Linked DNA regions of Zea mays: regions 2 and 3 are each linked to region 1. The links are chromatin contacts, called in public Hi-C maps. All regions are on one chromosome and are shown on one strand. The core of a region is the stretch at or near the end of the contact, and the rest is flanking DNA. Distances in the headings are between cores, read along the strand shown.

What was found. Hi-C and Micro-C count contacts between places; a contact is called where the count stands out from the background.
Region 2: a contact with region 1 is called in a Hi-C map of tassel, with 2.7 times the contacts expected there. The contact joins the promoter of LOC100281537 here to the promoter of LOC100275267 in region 1. A contact is called at or near these places in 3 of 25 Hi-C or Micro-C datasets (ear, endosperm and tassel).
Region 3: a Hi-C map of bundle sheath shows a contact between it and region 1, with 2.5 times the contacts expected there. The contact joins the promoter of LOC103636505 here to the promoter of LOC100275267 in region 1. A contact is called at or near these places in 4 of 25 Hi-C or Micro-C datasets (bundle sheath, ear, leaf mesophyll and 1 more).

The regions. Positions count from the first base shown.
Region 1 is chr8:174,816,244-174,819,784 of Zm-B73-REFERENCE-NAM-5.0, forward strand. It overlaps LOC100275267, which reads left to right and starts at 1,406. Exons shown (of 8, transcript NM_001350150.1): 1 at 1,406-2,004; 2 at 3,509-3,541. The coding sequence starts at 1,471.
Region 2 is chr8:174,959,546-174,963,017 of Zm-B73-REFERENCE-NAM-5.0, forward strand. LOC100281537 reads left to right here and starts at 1,586. Exons shown (of 9, transcript NM_001394733.1): 1 at 1,586-2,392; 2 at 2,811-2,960; 3 at 3,044-3,314. The coding sequence starts at 1,682. It also overlaps the pseudogene LOC109941674.
Region 3 is chr8:175,009,305-175,012,447 of Zm-B73-REFERENCE-NAM-5.0, forward strand. LOC103636505 reads left to right here and starts at 1,303. Exons shown (of 1, transcript XM_008658847.4): 1 at 1,303-3,143. The coding sequence starts at 2,550.

The sequences.
Region 1 (3,541 bases), core at 156-2,655:
TGAACATTGCCTTGCACATGCAAAACCTGTTACAGAGAAATGAAACTTAAAGTGAGGAACCCTAAAAACATATGACAGAAGCAACAATATAATTCATAAACTCTAAACCCTAAACTCAAGAGAATTTGTACCTTCTCTGAAACATTGGCTCATTATACACTGGTCGTTCGACAAAATAGTCTTACATCAAACGATGAAAACCTTGAACTCTTATCGACGTATTGTTTGTCTACCCACGACGGAGCCACGATGTTGAGAGGACCCAACATCTTCTTGGTTCTCACGTAACGAGCCGAGCTCGGCTCGACTCGCCCATCTGGCAAGCTCGGAAAACGGCTCGTCGAGCCAACGAGCCTAGCCATAAATGTAAATCTGCTCTCTAAATTATAATATAAAATCTTAAAAATATTTTAAATAACATGATTTTATGTAACAAAATGTTGTTGGGTCGAGCCATGAGCCAGCTCGCGAGCTGCACCGAGCCGAGCTGGCTCACTCTTTTCACGAGCCACAAAAACAGGCTCGGTTCGGGCTCGTTCTGAGCGTCGAGCCGGTCCAAGCCGAGCCGAGCTGCTGCGAGCCCGAGCCAGCTCGAGCTTTTTTTCCAGCCCTACATGGAGGCACTAAGGAATTGTTGGTTGAAGTAATGGCGACGTCTGGTCCTAGTGCACATTGTGTTCTCCTCGATGAACTCGTTCATGTATGTTGCATAGGGTGGCAAAACAAAACTGAGATTGGAAACTGATGCAAGGAGATGGTATGAATAACAACAATGAAGTGAGACATGTGATGAATAAAGTCGTCTCCTAGCAGCTAGATCCATGGATTGGTAGCAGTGGGGAAGTGGAATGCGACACCCGAAGCCACTGCGTTGGGCAAGAACGAAGCTTCATACCTTCCGTCTCGCCGCCCGCCGCTGGTTCATACGATGGAGAAGAAGGAAGCTGCTGCCGTCGCCGATGGGGAAGAAGGAAGATGATGCTGGTTCATAGGCTGCAGCGGGAGACCGCCTGCGCGTATGGAAAGGGAGGTTGGGGACGGTGCGCTGCAGGAACTGCAGTGCGAGGCTGGGCGCGCTAGGGGAGGGAGAAGGGCACCAAAGGTTTCGTCGCTGCGGGAAATAAAGAAACAACGATTAGGGTCTAAGTAGCTCCGCAGATTTGCTCTTGTTTCAGGAGCACTTAAAAATTAAGAGCACATATCTGTTGGATATGTTTATTCGTGATATTATACCAGAAAAAGTTTTAGGAACACTAAATAGGAGATGTTGGAGATGCTTTTAAATAAGATCCTCATTGGTTACCTGCACCTGTAAATGATCCCATGGGGCCCTCCCCTCTGACCCATCAACTGCGAAAAGACTACTCACACACGTCAAACTGTCCCCCCCGACGCACCGCCCCCCGACGCAACCGCGTCCGCGTCGGACCACTGCCGCCGAAACCCTACACGCCCCCGCCACGCCGCGGCATGGCGGATCCGCCGCCCGTGGCCGCCTCCGCCTCGCCGGCGCAGCCCGACCAGCTCGCCGCCGCGGCCTCCGTGTCCACCCCGCAGAACCCCAACCCCCTCCTCTCCCCTCAAATTCCCCCGTCCCCGACCGTCTCCGACCTCTCCGCGCACATCTCGTCCCCGCAGCAGCTCGACCAGGCGGCTGCGGCAGCTGACGCTTCGGGCGGCGGAGGATCCATGGATTACCTCCCGCGCCCGCCGCAGCTGCAGGCGCCTTCGCCCACGCAGGCAGGGGTCGGCGCCGCGGGGTTTGCCCAGATCCCCCGCTCGGGGTCGACCTCACGCCTCTCCACGGCCACCCAGCTCCAGCAGTACGCGGCTAGGATGTACGGCGGGCAGATGAGCTTCTCGGGTGGCGGAGGGCTCGTGGGCCAGCAGCAGCTGGCGGGGCGCGCCCCCATGCTTGGGCAGGGCCAGCTGGGGATGCTGCAAGGCCAGGGTAACGCGGCATCTGCGGCACATTTTGGGCTTCAGTCGCAGATGTTGGCGCAGGTGAATTACTCAATTTGCAGGCTCGGGACCTCTCCAATTAAACATATTTTTATCTCCTCGTACATAGTGTTCACCATTACCGCCAAGGATAAAACGTCAGGGGTTTTAGGCTTCTGCTTTAGGTTTCTCATGCTATCGAAGCAATCTCAGGGTATGTTTGGTTCAGCTTGATGAAGAAAGTCAAATTCACTGTAAAAAATCTAGAATCCCTACCAAGAGGTATAGAAGATGAATAGATTCTGAAAAATCTATAGATTTATCTAGTTCAATCCAGAATCTCCTTCTACCTAGATTTTTTAGATTCATGTCATCCAATTTTTCAAAAATATTACCTAATTGTCCCTATTTATAGGACCAAATTATTATATTTTCTATTCAAAGGCCCCTGACGGCCTCACCTCACCTGACGACCGACAACATATAGAGTTGCCACCGCCTCCCTGCGCCTGACTCCAGAGGTCGGCGATGTGGCTTAGCCATCCCTAAACCACCGAACCTCTTTCTTGTCGACCCTTCAATGTTGCTCATCACCTAACGTCCATGCCGTCCGCTCCCTTTTCGATGTTCAGTGACTGTGAGGCTCCGTCCCCATGAAAGAAGATGACATAACACTTATCACTTTAGTTGTTATCATCTTCATACACGCTACTCGTGTAGGACACCATGTATGTGTTGGACTGGGGATGACTACAGTCGTGACGCTTGGACCTAGCACTACGGGCGTAGAGCTTCGTGGCATGGCACACCACTCCCTTGCCGGCAATAGCATGCTGTCGAATTGGCTCGTTCGAGAGGGTAGGAATTTACAGTTGAACCAAACACACCCTCAATAACTTCAGATATTAATTTGGTGGCTAGAGATTCCTTACCTTTTACTCTCTCCATTCAGGCTGGTTTTGATGGGTACAATCAGCTTTGTATTTTTATTGCTAGACACCGAGCCAAATGCTTGGACAGATGGAACCATGAAAGAATATACCATTTGTAGTAAAAGCTTATTAAGCAAAGTTGAATAGAGTTCCTTTACCCATCTGTGGTCAGTTAAAAGGAAATGAGTAGCGAATCCACATGATATCTAATTCTTTTTTTAGGGTATACTATCTAATTCTTTGAATGTTAGTTATTTATTCTTTGAGATCATGCCATTGACAAAGAAAAATACCGCCGATTCTTACTATTGAATGTGAAGGTGGACTGTGAAAGAATGTAAATTATATAAACTTGGTTATGATATCACTCTTAGCAATAATGTTCATTAGTAGACAGTTCTACTTGTGGTAGTAAATACTTATTTTACTGATAAAACTGGCACAATGAATGGATAGCCTGTCAAAAGGAATGATAATGTACCAAGTTTACCTTTGCAAATTTTGTTGTGGGAGGAAAGTTTTTCATTTCAAGGTAGCTACATCCAGCAGATCTTAAATTAATATATGTTGAGTATTTTGTTTCTTTATTTCCTAGAGACTACTAGTAGAGTAATTGACCTTTCCCGTTACTGCAGGCTAGGCAAAAGGTCATGGCACAAAACACCCAA
Region 2 (3,472 bases), core at 336-2,835, 140 kb after region 1:
GTGTCTTGAGCCCTGTAGAAGCATAGCTGGCGGTGCGGCATGGATCTTGCTGATGTTTTCTTGCTTCCGTAGGGGGTTTGAGAGCACCCGACGTCATGGGCGCACGCGGGGAACCATCATTACCTGTTACCGGAGTAACTTTGATGGGACACCGATCTTGTTCCCTCGTAGCCTGAGGCGGCTAACCAGGGGTAGGGTCATGATGTATCCCCTGTAGCGTAGTTGATTCCGAGGCCGAGGTCGGGCGAGGCGACGACTCCTCCGAGGCCGAGGCTAAGGCCGAGGCCCAGGGTCGGGTGAGGCGGAGACCTTCTCCCGAGGCCGAGGCTGAGGCCGAGGCCTGGGGTCGGACGAGGCGGAGCTCCCTGTTGCGCCCGAGGCCGGACTCAGGGGAGGTCGTGACTTGCTGTTGTCAGTCTTTCCCTGGTGGCTGACACAGTTGCCGGAGCGGGGTGAACAACACTGTTTTCCTGTCAGAACGGTCAGTGAAGAGGCGAAGTGACTGCGGTCACTTCGACCTTGCCGACTGAGGCACACGTGTATGGATAAGATGCCAGACGATCCCCGCATTAAATGCGCATGCGATACGGTCGGTTAGTGAGGCGATTTGGCCGAGGCCGCTGCACGACAAAGTTCGCCCGAGCTAGGCTTCGGGCGAGCTGAGGGTGCGTCTGATGACTGAGGGGACCCTCGGTCGAGGCGTGAAACCGTCCGGGACTACTGTCCTTGCCCGAGGCTGGGCTCGGAGGAGGTCGCGTCCCTTGGTAGACGAGACCTACGTTTTATCAGTCGTTTATGGTTTGTTCTGAAGATGTTTTCCAGCGAGGTTAAGGAGTATTGGGGGTACCCCTAATTACGGTCCCCGACACAACTGTTTAGAACCTAGGCTCAGCTACAAAACGAAGAAGATAAAGACTATTAAGGAAGCGTGTCGACGTTTGAAGTCAGCGTCTCTTCATATTTTCGCTTAGTTTGGTTGGAGGTTTACGAATCGGATCACTGTTTTTGTTCTTTAGATGTTGTATGGGACTATGTTTTTTTATATATCTTTAGTCAATGTAGGCTGAGTGGTGTCTTGTCTCCTGTATGTGATGTAAGGTATTAGCTATAACCTACTAGTGAGAGAAAAGCAGGAACGTTTTTTTTCATGAGCAACTAGTGGCATCTCTAGCCAGCGGTCGGCAGCAATGGGCGTTGGAATTGTTATAAAATATAGTACAGTGATCAACTTCATCCAACCACTCATTGGTTGACAGTTATTATCTAAGGGTTACATCTTTTGGAGACCCTTTTGTACAGATGTATATAAAGAAGATCTCTGGTTACAGTTCTATTATTTCTCTCCCTCTCAACTGGTTTTACCACTGAGCACTACAAAATTTAACAGGAATCAACTGGAGCCTGCAGCATCGGCGCATCGACGCCAAGCTGGACGATGGCACAGTACGCCACGCTATTGCGTTGAGCAGCCTAGATACCTGTAGCGTTGCTGACAGTTGGGTCCACAAGAAAAAAAAGGTAAACTGCACTTGCCCAGTTTATCACTACTGCTCATCACCGGCCTGGCCTTCGGCGATCCCATATTCCCCTTCCGATCCCATCCCTTCCGCATCGTCCCCGAACGACGCAGACGGACGCAAGGCACGGCGCCGACATCTCCCCGTGGCCCGAGGGCCCAGACATGAAGGCCCTGGGCGCGCACGCCGCCGACCTGCTCCGAGGCCCGCACCTACTCCGCGCCGCCGTCTTCGCTTTCGCCGTTGCGCTCGCCTTCCTCGTTGGCTACCACTGGCCCAACGCCTCCCCGCGCCTTGTCTTCTTCTCGTCCGATGCCTCCTCGTCGTCGCCCAGGTCGTCCTCCCGCTCTCCTTCCGTCGTGCTCTCCCCTAACTCTAACGTCTCCTTCGACCCATCCCTGATCCCTACCCCCAGCACCCCGCCTGCTTCTTCTACTCCCAATGCCTGGTCCCCGCCCGCACTACCACCGCCGACATCGGCGCCGCCGCCTCCCCTCCCCCCTCCTCCACCACCAGCGCGCCTCGGCATCGTCGGCGAGGACGGCGCTATGCAGGACGACTTCGACATCGGCAACGTCGGCGCCAACGACACTGATCTGGCCACCGACGAGACCGCGCCGCAGGAGCCTAGCGACGTGGGCGCCAGCGGTGGACCACCTAGGGTGCGGATTGAGAGGTTCCCGGTCTGCCCCGAGAGCATGAGGGAGTACATACCCTGCCTCGACAACGAGGATGATATCAAGCGGCTGCCCTCGACGGAGCGCGGGGAGCGGTTTGAGCGGCACTGCCCTGCCAAGGACAAGGGTCTCAGCTGCCTCGTGCCGGCGCCCAACGGGTACAAGGCGCCCATCCCCTGGCCTCGGAGCAGAGACGAGGTTAGCATGTATTGGTGTTAGTCGTTGCCATTTCATAGCAACCCGTACGTAATGATAATTCAGTGTATACAATGATACTAAGTTAGACAAAGACAACTAATATGATAGGGCTAACCGTCCCGTCCACAGTCTATGCGGAAGTTGATTATTAAACCGTATTTTTAATTGCCATGTTTCTTCCAATTTTTTTTTTGCGACAGGGACTTAACTGTATTGTTGTGTTCTACTACTGTGATATGCATTGAATGCTAATCTTGTCAGCAACCTGAAATGTTAGTTGAAACGAACACATGATTTATGCTGACATTTGATGAACGCATAAGTATCAACCGTTCTATTTGGTCTGACTTGGCTGATTTTGCAGAAACCAAAAATTTGAAGTTAAAGACTTTCTAATATGTTATTTGATTGGATGCAGGTCTGGTTTAGCAACGTGCCTCACACAAGATTGATTGATGACAAAGGAGGACAGAATTGGATCACCAAGGTCAAAGATAAATTCAGATTTCCTGGAGGCGGAACTCAATTCATTCATGGAGCAAATCAATACCTAGACCAGATCTCCCAGGTTCGATGTCAAATATTCTTCAAAACTGCTTGGAATTTAATCCTTACTCTGACTAGAGCAACCTGTTCCCTCTGTTCGTCCAGATGGTACCAAATGTTGCATTTGGATCTCATACTAGAGTTGTCTTGGATGTTGGCTGTGGAGTAGCAAGTTTTGGTGCATATTTACTTTCACGTGATGTCCTGACATTGTCCATAGCTCCAAAAGATGTTCATGAAAATCAGATTCAGTTTGCTCTTGAACGTGGTGTGCCTGCAATGGCAGCAGCATTTGCAACGCGCCGGTTGTTATATACAAGCCAAGCGTTTGATATAATACATTGCTCACGCTGCCGAATAAATTGGACCCGTGATGGTGAGCTGTGATTACTATATAATTATTTTTAATTAACATTGCACACTTAGTTTGTCACCATGCTGTATCTTGATATCTTCATAGTTAGGCTGAATGCTCACTTAACTCTTCTCTCCCAGTTTTCCTAGTCTTCCCCCTTAGATCTGTAGGGATGATAT
Region 3 (3,143 bases), core at 53-2,552, 190 kb after region 1:
CAAAACGGGCCGGGCTTCACCGGGCTCGGGCCAGACCGGGCCGGGCCGCCCGTTTGGACATCTCTAACTCAGAGTTAGTCGTCGTTCAGATGGATTGACTTTTTTTAAGCCATAAATCAGGTTGACTTTTTTTTGACTAAATAAACAAGATCAATCCAAACAGATGGATTCCTCAATTTGATGACTATTTCAAAACTACGTAACAAGAGTTAAATACATGAACGACCTCTAAACTTCAAGGAATGCTACTTCATTGAACTTCGTAATAGTCCGTGTGATCTATAAATATACGTCTGATGTAACATTTTTACAAGTTAAAAATGTAAATGTGTGGTATAAGTTTAAAGTCCTAAAAATGCATTTTTAAAGTTCGTAGACCAAGTGACAATTGATTTGTTGTAAAAAGTTTTGATGTAATGACTCGGAAAATAAGAAGATGAAAATTTTGATTGGATTTGACCTAACATCTACATGTAACAAAGATTTAAGGAAAAAAAAGTCGATGAAAGCTCGGGATGGTACATGTTGCCCCCAAGCTGTCACCGTTTAGAGTATGGAGCCTCTTCTAAATGTCTTCTACAAAATTTGCAGCTATATAAGTTTGGAAAAGAGAGTTTAGAGGCAAAAGACAATGGGAGCCTCCTAGCGTATTTTTCTAAATTTAATCTACGCTATACAGTTTTGTGGTTTTCAGACTGTTCGAACTGATGTAGCTGCAATACAAAACATTATAGAAATAGTAGAAAATAGTACGGTTAAAATGTTTGCTGGAGGTCTCTCTTTTATTTCCCTCGAGAAATGGAACAATATTAACTAATGACAACTGCAGGCTTTATATTAGACTTGATTCTTAAGCAAAGCATGCACTTGCTTAGGTGCCTCTGTGCATATGCATGTATCCGACAGAAAGCTCGTTTTTCATGCCGATGTGCGTATCCAAAACGTGCAACCGAAAGCTCGTCGTCGTTGCGGCCACGTGCTCTGGTCTTCCAGAGGTTTAAGCGGAGACCAGAAGGCATGGCCGATAACAATACAGCATTTGAACGCAGCTACGCCCTAGCTAGCTAACTAGCTCCTGTGGATTCACTCACGAAGCAAGTGATGTCCACACGCATTCGGGTCTGAACGAACGCATGGCAGAACCTCCGAATTCCCGGCGTTCTTCCGGATAACGGTCAACGATAACCATGCGTGTTCTTGTTCCAGCATAACATATAGTTGTTTTCAATAAAGCAGGGCCGAAATAGGTATGGTCTAACGAAAACGAAAAGAAAGCAGGAGTAAAATCGGAAAGCCTATAAAATGAAATGAGATATCCTGCCGAAATCGGTACTCGTGAGTCCCGATCTAGGTTGTAGTGGTAGAAACTCTCAAACCCAGTGGGTTAAGCAACTTAACCTCGCACTGAGCCCGGACAAACAGATAACACGAGGTCGCTTAGTCTATCTCCAACTATTTCTCCTTCCAAATCCCCCTATTTATACCTTCTATTCATATTTAAATATCCCTTCCTCATCCATTCTTGATTCTTCCTCCTATTTTTTGTCCTCTCCAACCAATCCATCCATTCAACTTCCCTTCACTCTTTAACTGAATTATTTATCTTTTATATATCAGTTTTGGAATTTTAAAAAATAATACTATATTTGTAGTACTATAATACACATTGTTATATATTAATTATACTAAAAATATTGATTTTACAGTTAAAGCACTAATTAACGAAACGGGGAGATGTGCAGTGGAGCACGTGGTCACATGCGCTAGCCCGCACAATGGGCTCCGTTGGAGCGGCCAGCACTCCATTCCTACACCGGCCGAGGGACAGGAGGAGGAGGCCGGTGTGGTGTTGGAGACTATCTCCAGCAAATTTTATATCTCACTCTTTATTTTAAATTTTATTTTACAAATAATATAATATATAGTGTAAAATAATATTTTATACCGTCATTTGCACTATTGTTAGAGATGAACTTATCTCCACTCCCCACCCGACCCCGGAAATAAAGAAAGCTCACGCTTCAACCAACGCTGCGTGCGTCCCCTTCAGCTTCAGGTAAGCGCGCGCCTACCATTCGGACCAGGCATTCCCACGGGGCGACCGTGTCTTCCTCCTCGGTCACACACCATCGCCGTCGCCACCTCTATCTCCTTCTCCGTCTCTCTTATCTATTCTCTGCAGGGGCATCAGCAATAAGTTCGCGGTCGCCTTTCTCTCCTCTCTGCCCCAGGGCGAGAGACCTAAGCCAGAACAGCACTACCACCACCGCCGGTATATAAAGAGGCTCCCTTCGTCACCCGTACCGGATTACCAACCCAACCGAACCTGTACCGGGCGGCGGGCGCAAAACCGCGTGGAGCACCAGCGAGGCATCGGCCGACAGCGTTGAAGCTCTACCTAGCGGGATGTATTTCTTCATGTCTGGTAGTATAACAAGCCACTGAGGAGAGCGGGCACGGAGCTTCGATCGAGCAGTGGCGTTGCAGCACCTGAGCGAGAAAGTGAGCTGAGGCTGGGAGAGGGAGGGAGGGGTCATCACAGTTCATCCATGGTTGTGCTTGTCCAGAAGCCGTGGCTGCCCATCGACCTGCGTCTGCCGGCAGGGCCGCAGGCGTCGCTGGGCATCCTGGCGTTCGAGGCGGCGGCGGCCATGTCCAGGCTGCTGTCGCTGCACCGGTCATTGTCGGACCAGGAGGTCTCCCGGCTGCGCTCCGACGTCATGCGCTCGCCGGCCGTGGCGTACCTCAACTCCACCGACCAGGCGTTGCTCCTCAAGCTGGCCTGCGCCGAGTTGGTCGTGTCGCTGGACGCCGCGGCCGCCGCCGTCGCACGCCTCGGCCTGCGGTGCGGCCTCGACTTTGGCGGCGTGTACGCCTGCCTCAAGGCCGGCGCCCCCGATGCGCGTCTTGATCCGCTCGTGGCCAAGGGGCTCAGGGTCAAGGCCAAGAAGATGGAGCGCCTCGTCGCCGCCACGGCCAAGCTCTGCTCCGAGATGGAGGCGCTCGACGAACTGGAGTCCGCCGAGCGGAAGATGAGCGTCCAGGGCTGGAGCCGCCTCAGCGGCCCCATCCCGCAGCAGCCACAGGCGGCGGCCCAGCAGCAGCAACTGTTGGCCAAGGATTCACCCGGCGCGGAGTCGCTT